2 separate regions of the Sus scrofa genome follow, and region 1 is linked to region 2. Evidence: chromatin contacts called from public HiChIP or PLAC-seq data. All regions are on one chromosome and are shown on one strand. The core of a region is the stretch at or near the end of the contact, and the rest is flanking DNA. Distances in the headings are between cores, read along the strand shown.

What was found. HiChIP or PLAC-seq counts read pairs in DNA pulled down with a chosen protein or histone mark.
Region 1: an H3K27ac HiChIP or PLAC-seq map of alveolar macrophages shows a contact between it and region 2. The contact joins the promoter of SIK3 here to the enhancer-like site in region 2. A contact is called at or near these places in 3 of 5 promoter capture datasets (fetal liver and liver), 5 of 47 Hi-C or Micro-C datasets (embryonic fibroblasts, epiblast stem cells, fetal liver and 2 more) and 2 of 2 datasets of contacts at active chromatin or transcription factors (alveolar macrophages and skeletal muscle).

Annotation. Positions count from the first base shown.
Region 1 is chr9:44,468,685-44,473,234 of Sscrofa11.1, forward strand. It overlaps SIK3 (serine/threonine-protein kinase SIK3), which reads right to left and starts at 3,005. Exons shown (of 25, transcript XM_021062877.1): 1 at 2,733-3,005. The coding sequence starts at 3,005.
Region 2 is chr9:44,131,723-44,136,348 of Sscrofa11.1, forward strand. The region is part of intron 9 of BUD13 (BUD13 homolog); the gene reads right to left. Among named protein-coding and RNA genes, the nearest start is that of BUD13, 31 kb to the right of the region's middle. Within about 2 kb of position 1,594, at least 2 of the 83 cell types and tissues checked have an H3K27ac peak or open chromatin away from gene starts, as enhancers often do. A contact at or near this core is called in alveolar macrophages, where this site is marked.

The sequences.
Region 1 (4,550 bases), core at 1,755-4,254, 340 kb after region 2:
CAGTGCATGGGAGAAAAATCTATCTACCTGACTAACTGAACAGCAGCTTCTGCAACTACAAATAACTAGGCACCTTCCTTCACCATTATATAACCAAAACATGGCCTTTCTAGGCCATCATACTGTATGTCAACAGTTGTTAGACACATCTGAATGTCAGCATTTGAGAAACCCTTCCAAAGTGGATTCAGATAAGCATGGAGCAGGCCAAAATATGTTCATCATCTACCCAGAGCACATGACAACTCCTTGTGAATTAAGCTTCACTCATGTCGTCAGAGTAATTTAAGTAGCGAAAGATAGGGTGCTTGTAACTGTAACTAGGAAATTGCACACAGCTACAGAAACACAAATGAGTACTGGTGGGGTCCTGTCACATATGCAACTCATTGTCAAAGCCATTTCAGGCTCCTTCAGGATTTTGAATATTTCCATACATAGGAATTGCATAACTGCACACCACAAATGATCAAAGATAAAAACCAACATAAACAATGACACCCGTTTATAAACAAGCTGATGTTTAAAATGCTGCAGTCCTAAAGGCCTTAGAAAAAAACTAAGACACATACATACACACACACACTGGAAAATTAGAAAGCGGGCAGACCAGCCATAATTAGCCACTGGCTTTGCTGACTACTGAAGATAGAAATGTCTCCTTTATACATAAAGCCAAGAATCAACTGTTTGCAATTACACTTACAAAAACATTCAACCCTCTCTGTCACAGATTTTTTTTTTTAATCAATATTTTGGTGTATCCAAGGCCAGGAGATACAAAATTCTCTAAATCATAGACACCATAAACCAGGCAACCAATTAAGTTCATAGAGTCCATCCCCCAGGGGTCAGAGCAAAATAATCACAGGAGTGCAGTGTGATTACTTAAGTGGGAGGGGGAGGGCACAGAGAAAGGAAATACCAAAACAAGGAACAAGGCTCAAACAATTAGAGTTGTTTGTAAACATAAATTTGGTTTGGCTAACAGTAAACACAACTGGAAACACTCAGAGCCGCAGAGATACACCAGTCCCCGCTCAGTCCACCCCCTCCCCCATCAGGGTCTGAGAGTAACATCAGGAAACCTTGAACTTTGGTATCTCTTTCAGCTCAGGCCTGCAGACTTCAGGCCCTCAGGAAAAAAAAAAAAAAAAAAAAAAAGGATGAAAAAGCTGAAGGGGGCCCCCCAGAGGAAGTGAAACTGACCAATCAATTTTCCACAGCCACCCACCCTGCCACCCTGGTCTGAAAGGCCCCTTGCAGTCTGACAGAAAGGAGGGAAAAGGGAACTTCAGGTTGTAAGTGAGCAGGAGAGAAGGCAGAAATAGGTCAACTGCCTTCTGAAAATAAGTGATTGCTGTAAGAGCAAAAACAAGGTAGGTGACAAGAACCAGAGGCTGGGCTGAGGAGGTGAGGGGAAACTGACGTGGCTTTGATAGGAAGAAGGAGCTCTCCGGGTTCTTCCCTACTCAGGTTGAGGGAAACACAAATTGCAGTTTTAAAATATAATGAATGACTACACTGAAAGTATTCATTCAAGTGAGAGGTGAAGCGAAGGAAGAGATTTGGAGTACAAATGGGCTTTGTGCGTCCTAAAACCAAACAATTCCTCCTGATGATTCCAATACTCCCAATGAAGACCACAGAAAAGTGCTAAAGATATTTCCTCCAAAAATGAATTTTCTATGGGTATGGATATGGCTTCCTAATTGACCTTGGCCAACTTCACCACTACAGCCCCACAAATCCCTTGGGAACCAAAGGGCCCAATGAGTGGGTTCCTCATACACCTCCTCAGTCACCAGCCTTTCCCCTCATCACTCAGAGCCCTCCCTGGGTTCTATAAAGCTCACAATCCGGGACCCTCCAACAACTAAATATAACCAGCAATCCAGCGTTCCCAAATTGTTTAACCCCTAAATACCTAGTGCCACCATAAACCTAGGACACACCGCCACCACCGCCTCTGTTCCCTGATCCCCTTCCTGTGGAAAAGCAAAGTAATTTTTTCCTCCTTATTTCCCAGTTTTTTTCATCTCCTCCTCCAATAATCTTATCTGTCCTCAGACCCTCATTCCCACCACCTATCAGTCTTGGACGACCAAATGCTGACTGTTGCCTCTGTCATAAGGTACCAGGTCCCTCATATCTCCCAGCGCCCCCCCCCTGCGCCCACCACATACCCCCAGTATATGTCCCAGCCATCGTGGGTCCCCCTCGTCATCCCACGTCTGCCAGTTTTACCCTTGTTTTCCCCCATCTCTTGGTCCACATTTCCTATTCCCCTGCCTTCATTCCCTTAGGATTTCCTAATTGCTGGTTCCAGAGTCTTCTTAGCTTACTGTCTCCAGGCTCCGGGAGAGTTCCAAACCTCTTCCTTCCAATCATCCCTTCTACTATCCTCCGTACAGCTCTCGGAGCCCCCTCCCCAACCCCGGCTCCCTAGTTCCCCAGGTCCCCGTGATCACTGGCTCCCTGCGTCCCCTTGCCGTGCAGTTACCCTCTCCTGGGTACCCCGGTGTCCCCCACCTTCTGCTCGCCCTCTCCTCACTCCCGCCCGGCAGCCCCCTACCCGTTTTCCCGGTCCCCAACGCTCTCCAATTTCCAGAGCCCCGCTCGCCGCGCCGACCCCTCAGCCTCCGTGTCGCGGGGCTCTCCTGCCCCCGCCACACTTGGACGGTCCCGGGCCGCGCAGCTTCCCCGCCGCCCGGTCCCCCCAGCGCCACTACCTTGGCCTTGGTGACGAGGTGCGTGGCCCTCTTGACCACAGCGAAGTTGCCCTTGCCGATGGTGCGGTCGATCTCGTAGTAGCCGATGCGGGCAGGCACCGGCCCGCGGGAGGCCGGGGCTGGAGGACGCGGCGGGCCAGCCGCCGGGGGCACTGCAGCGGGGGCGGCCGGGGGCCCCGGGGCGGGCGGAGGCAGCAGGCGACCTGCTGGCCCGGCTCCCCCAGCTCCGGCCCCGGCAGCCCCGCCAGCTCCGCTCGCCGCCGCCGCCGCCATCTTGTTGTGCAGTGAAACCTCCGGGGCCGCGGGTAGCCGGCGAGGGGGGTGGAGGGAGCAGGGGGGCGGGAAAAGGAGGGGGAGCGGCGGACGTCACTCCGGGAGGCGGAGCGCCCGCGCCGCCTGGGCCCGGCGCCATGGCAACCGTTGGTCACGTGCCGACGCGCGTCACTGCCCAGAGCCATGGCAACCGTGACCTCACCGGCGAGCTCGACCTTCCCGCGTGGGCCGGGTTCCTCCGGCGCCGGCTCCCGGGTGCCCCCCTCCCGGGAGGAGACAGTGGGCACCGCAAGTGTGCCAGCGGGTTCCAAGCCGCCGCAGCATTGCCCGAGTTGAGGGGGTGCTTTTGCCCGACCCAAAGCCTGCCCTCGATCCCCCTGGAACCGCTAATGTGACCCCGACTATGACCTCTGTCCCAGTTCAGCAATCACTCAGCCTCCTTAAAACAAAATATTTCCTCATCACCAAAAATATTAGCACTGTCCCATTTTAGCCCTTGAGGCCCCAAAGGCAGGAATAGCTACAGTATTGAAGCAACTGTACCCAAGTCGGTAGAGACAGGGGAATTCTTCAGTAAAATTCCTACCTCTTACAAAACCCAGCTCACCCAGTACAACCAATCTAATTGTCACCGAATAGAGAGGAATTGGGAAACTAGGATTTGTGTGTTCAAGGGCGGAGAAACCAGCCCAAACACGCATTCCAGTCGTTGGGTGGGTGAGGACCCAAGCAGGGAGGTCATTTTCCTTCCTCCCACCCTGTCTCTGAACAATTCTATAGCTAGATGACTGTCAAAGTGCCTGCGCCCTATTTCTGTCACTTGTATAACCCTGATGAAGCAGTGGTGGCATTGTCCAGTGAGTCACGTCATGGTTAAAGACAATCCGGTCTGTTGGGCGAAATAAATAAGTAAATAATAAAATTAAAATTTCACCCTTACTAGCGACTCTCCAAGGACGTTAAAGGTGATCAAATGTATAATTCCAACAGTAAATCTCATATATGTTTTTCTTCCCTCATCTTTTATCTTCTATCCGTTTCCCTCCAGAGCTTTCACTAGCTCCCAAGTTCCCCATACCCTCACTTCCTGGCTCCCTTTATTAACTAGATTGGCTTTAACAGCTTCAGTTGGGGCCCGGGAGGGGTAGGAGACTGAGCTTTCAAAAACAAGGTGGTCTTGGCAGGTTGACGGTTGGGGGGTGGGGAGACCATGAACACCAATGTTAAAATGTATTCCTTCAGTCCAGTCCTGATCCCTCCACATCTGCGTCTCTCTCAAAGGCAAAAGTGTGTTGTCAGGTCACTGCCTGTACGCTATTAAAAGCTGACACCCAGGACCCTGTGAATGTGTGAGAAGCAGAGCGCCTATTTACTTTCTCTGAACCAAAGATATTTACTAGCTCTCTGATTCCCCATCGGACTATGAGTAATAGCTGGGACTAGGACGGGACAGAGAGGTCATTCCACACTGCCTTGGATCAATTCCCTGGTGGCTGTTCCAAATTGCTAACACAATTAACACTAATTGGCTCCTTTACTAGCAAA
Region 2 (4,626 bases), core at 344-2,843:
ATAGCTGTTCCAACAACATTTTTCCATTTTTCCTGGGTGTGCTCCTTTGCATTAAGGGGTAGCCATGAAACTAAGTTCTAGCTAACAGAATGTGAGTAGCAGTGTGCAACCAGCTGAACAAGTACCCTCCAATCTCTGTTCAGCTCACCAAAAGGGCAATGCCCAAAGCAAACTCGGAAGCCATGTTAATGTTGGCATCAGCCTGGTCCCTAAACAACTGTATGGAGTAGAGTATCCCCTTCCCTCTGCCACAAACCAAAACTACCCTGTACATGAGTGAGGGAAGGAAAAAAGACTTCCACTGTGGCAAGCCAGTCCATTTGGGGGCTGTCATAGCAGTTTAGCCTACCCCAACTAATACAGGTAATAAATGTCAATTCCTTAGAGCAAGATCTTGTTTCTGGATCTGTGCATAGAGCCGCAAGTGCAAAGAACTGAATGGATCACATGCCTGAGTTGGGGGACACTAGCTCATTCATCCATGCAAGGCCTCTCTTTTGTTTGCCTTTTCCTCCTCCACTCCTCATTCTATTCCCATTCTGTTTCCTCCCACAGACCCTATTCTAATGAGGCATAGTATATATCCTCCTTTAGACATGCTTCTGTTGCTTTCTGTGTTCAATTTACTTGGCCGATTTTTGCTGCAAATTTCCTAATTCCTTATTTTCCTTACCTGAAGTCTATCATGTCACTAAGTTCCTAACAGCCTACAACTGACTGTTCTTTAAAATATCCCATCATATGTATATACCACATTTTACTTATCAAACCCGTTAGGAACAGGCATCTAAGTTGTTTTCAGCTTCTTGCTACCCAAACTATATATAGATAAACATCCTTATATGTAACTCCTTGTGGGTCTGTGAAAGTTCCTCTGAAGGATAAAGCCAAAAGAGGAACTGCTTTGATGAAGGGTGTCTACAAACTTAATGCATTTGTTATCTATGGCTGTATAACAAACGACTTCAAAACTTAACAGCTTAGGGAGTTCCCATCGTGGCTCAGTGGTTAACAAATCTGACTAGGAACCAGGAGGTTGCGGGTTCGATCCCTGGCCTTGCTCAGTGGGTTAAGGATACGGCATTGCCCTGAGCTGTGGTGTAGGTTGCAGATGCGGCTTGGATCCCGCGTTGCTGTGGCTCTGGCATAGGCCGGCAGTTATAGCTCCAATTCGACCCCTAGCCTGGGAACCTTCATATGCCGCAGGAGCGGCCCAAGAAATGGCAAAAAGACAAAAAAAAAAAAGACCAAAAACAAACAAACAAACAAAAAAAAAAACAAAAAAACTTAACAGCTTAATGACACTCATAGAATGAGAGGAAATATTTGCAAATCATATATCTGATAAGAGCCCTGTTACCAGAATAAAGATTTCTACATAAGTGTATGTATGTGTGTATATGTATGACAACCCAACTGAAAAATGAGCAAAGGATTTGAATAAACATTTCTCCAAAGATGACACATAAAGATGTTCAACAACATCAGGCATTAGGGAAATGCAAATCAAAACCACAATGGTATACCACTTCAGACCACTAGGGTAACTATAATCAAGAAGTCAGATAATAACAAGTATTGGCAAGGATGTTGAGAAACCGGAACTCTCATACACTGCTTTAGAAGTTTGGTAGTTCCTCAAAAAGTAAAACATGGAGGTACCATATGACCCAGTAATTCTATTTCAAGAAAAATGACAACATATGTCCATACAAAAACTTGTATGTAAATGTTCACAGCAGCATTATTCACAATAGCCCAAAAGCAGAAACAACTCAAATGTCTATCAACAGATGCATGGATAAATAAAATGTGGTAGATCCATACAAAGGAATATTACTCATCCATAAACAGGAATGTAGTACTGATATATACTACACAGTATGTAAATTATATCTCAAGTCATTAAAAAATAATAAATACCTATTATCTCAGTTTCTTTGGGTCAAGAATTCAGAGCTGGGTAACTCTGGCTCAGGACCTCTCATGAGGTTGTGGCCATGGGCTGCACACATCTAAAGGGTTGAATAGAGCTAAAGGATCCACTTTCAAGGTGGCTCACTCACATGGCTGGTAACACGATGTGTCTGTTGGTAAGAGGCCTCAGTTCCTTTCTGCATAGGCCTCTCCAGAGGGCCGCTGGAGTGTCCTCATGACACAGTAGCCGGCTTCTTCCAGAGCAAGTGATCCAAGAGAGTACAAGGCAGATGCTTCCGTGTCTTTTAGGACTCAGACTCAGAAGTCACACATTTCCACTACCTCCTACTGGTTACATAAGTCAGCCCTATTCACTGAAGGAGGGAACTACACAAGGGCTAAAATACCACAAGTCAGGGATCATTGGGGGTCATCTTGGAAGCTGATCAAAACTGCTATCAACATTTGATGATGAGGAAGACAATAATAATAATAGCTAACAATTCCATGACATGTACTACATGCCAGGCACTGTTCTAAGCTCGCAATAAACCTATGACGTAGGTAATATCATCTCCACTTCAAAGATGAAGAAACTAGAACACAGAGAAGTTAAGTGGCTTACCAAGGTCACACGGTTAATAAAAGACATACCTGGATTTCAAACTCGGTATAGCTCCAGAGTAATTCTCTAAAAAAATCTGCAACACTGCATCCCAGATATTATTTTCAACTAAATGTTGTCCATTTGTTCTCCAAAATGAATACACCAGTTGACATTCCCCATGAGTTTTCATTCCCCATGAGAATTCAGTCTCTTGCTTATTTTTGCTAATAGATACAAAGTAGAAACTCATTAATGCTTTGATTTCATTTCTCTAATTACTAGTGGTAATATACTTATTAGCTATTCTGGTTTTCCCTTTAGATTTTACATATTCATATTCTTTGCCTATTTTTATTTTGTGTTTTGTTTTTCTTGCAGATTTGCAGTAGTTCCTCCTATATTCAATCTCTTGTAAATGTAATCCTTTGTCAGTTTTAGACATTGGAAATATTTTCTCCTAATCTATACCCATCTTCAGCATTGACGATGGGGTGCTCTGCTGACTAGAAATCTTTAATTATGAAGCAGGCAAAGCTATAAAATCTTATGGATTGCGCTTTGGAGATCTTATTTAACAAATGTATCCTCACCACAAGGTCATGAAGATACTCCCCATTTTTTCTTACTCGCCTTAGCATTTTACCTTTACTTTAGGTCTTAAATCACTTTGGAATTTCTCTTTGCTTTATGTGGTTTAAGGTAGGAATCCGGGAGTTCCCTTTGTGGCTTAGCGGTTAATAAACACGACTAGGATCCAAGAGGATGCAGGTGCGATCCCTGGCCTCACTCAGTGGGTTAGGGATCCAGCATTGCCATGAGCTGTGGTGTAGGTCACAGATGCAGCTTGGATCCCGAGTTGCTGTGGCGGAGGCCAGCAGTGTAGCTCCAGTTCGACCCCTAGCCTGGGAACTTCCATATGCTGCAGGTGTGGCCCTAAAAAAAAAAAAAAAAAAAAGGTAGGAATCCAACTTTGTTTTTGTCCATGTAATAAGCCAATTTTCTGATCACCATTATCCGTCTCTTCCCCACTACTTTGTGACACTTCCTTTATGATACGCCATGTCTCCAAATAACCATGTCTATTCATAAGTCTAGTTTTAGTAATAATTCTTATTTTCTAAGAGGAATGATCTATCACTGTAAAAGTTTTTACTCATACAGCTTCCTAGATTAATGAGAAATCTAACCATCACCTTCCAGGATCCCTGGGGGTTCAAAGAGCTTGTACTCTCCCCCAAAACAGAATATCCAATTGAGAAAATTATTTTAGAAAAATAAATGTATGTTTATTAAAAAAGAAAAACTCTAACCAAGAACAAACCCTGGGACAGAGAAATCAACACTTCCTCTGAAAGCCAGCAACAGGCAGTGTTGGCACACCTGAAAAGTATAGGTACTTCAGTCCAAACAGCACATCTCAAATATTCTTCTGTCATCAAAACTGGCATTCAGTAAGCTGCTGGTCTGTGTGGGCCCTGATTATTAGCACAGATGACTGTTACAGCCGGATGTATGGCTGCCCTATGTCCACTACCACAATCCACCACCAAGTCCACAGCCTCAGAAAAGTTACATATCCTCAACACTCCACTTGTAGGCAAGTTCCTCCACAGCCTTCTTGCTGGCAAGCCTGGCAAAGCGCTTCTGTTCAAATCCATTGGATCTGCAATCAAGAGATACTAATCAGCCAGAATCCTGAATTGAACATTTATTCTTGAAAAAAGAAAAGAGTTCACAATCTAGTGAGCAAAAAGAACAGTCAGGTGATCATGTGAAAATATTTAAGACATAAGCCAACAGAATCAGAAAGACAAAATACATAATTCACCCTTTTATTATTAGTCCCTGTTCAGACCCTTCTATCAGCCTTGACAACTATTTCAAACATTTACTACTCTCTAAAGGCCCAACTCACTCTCAACTGATGTCTACATCTTTTATTTTATCCATTCAGTACACAAACATTTAGTGAAATCTTATTATACACTAGGCATTGTTATGAAAGTGAGTGTGACAAGCACTTGTCCTGATGAACTCTCGGACTAGTGAAGGAGACTGACATTTAAACAAATAATTAAAACAAAAAGTGTAAATTATGGTAG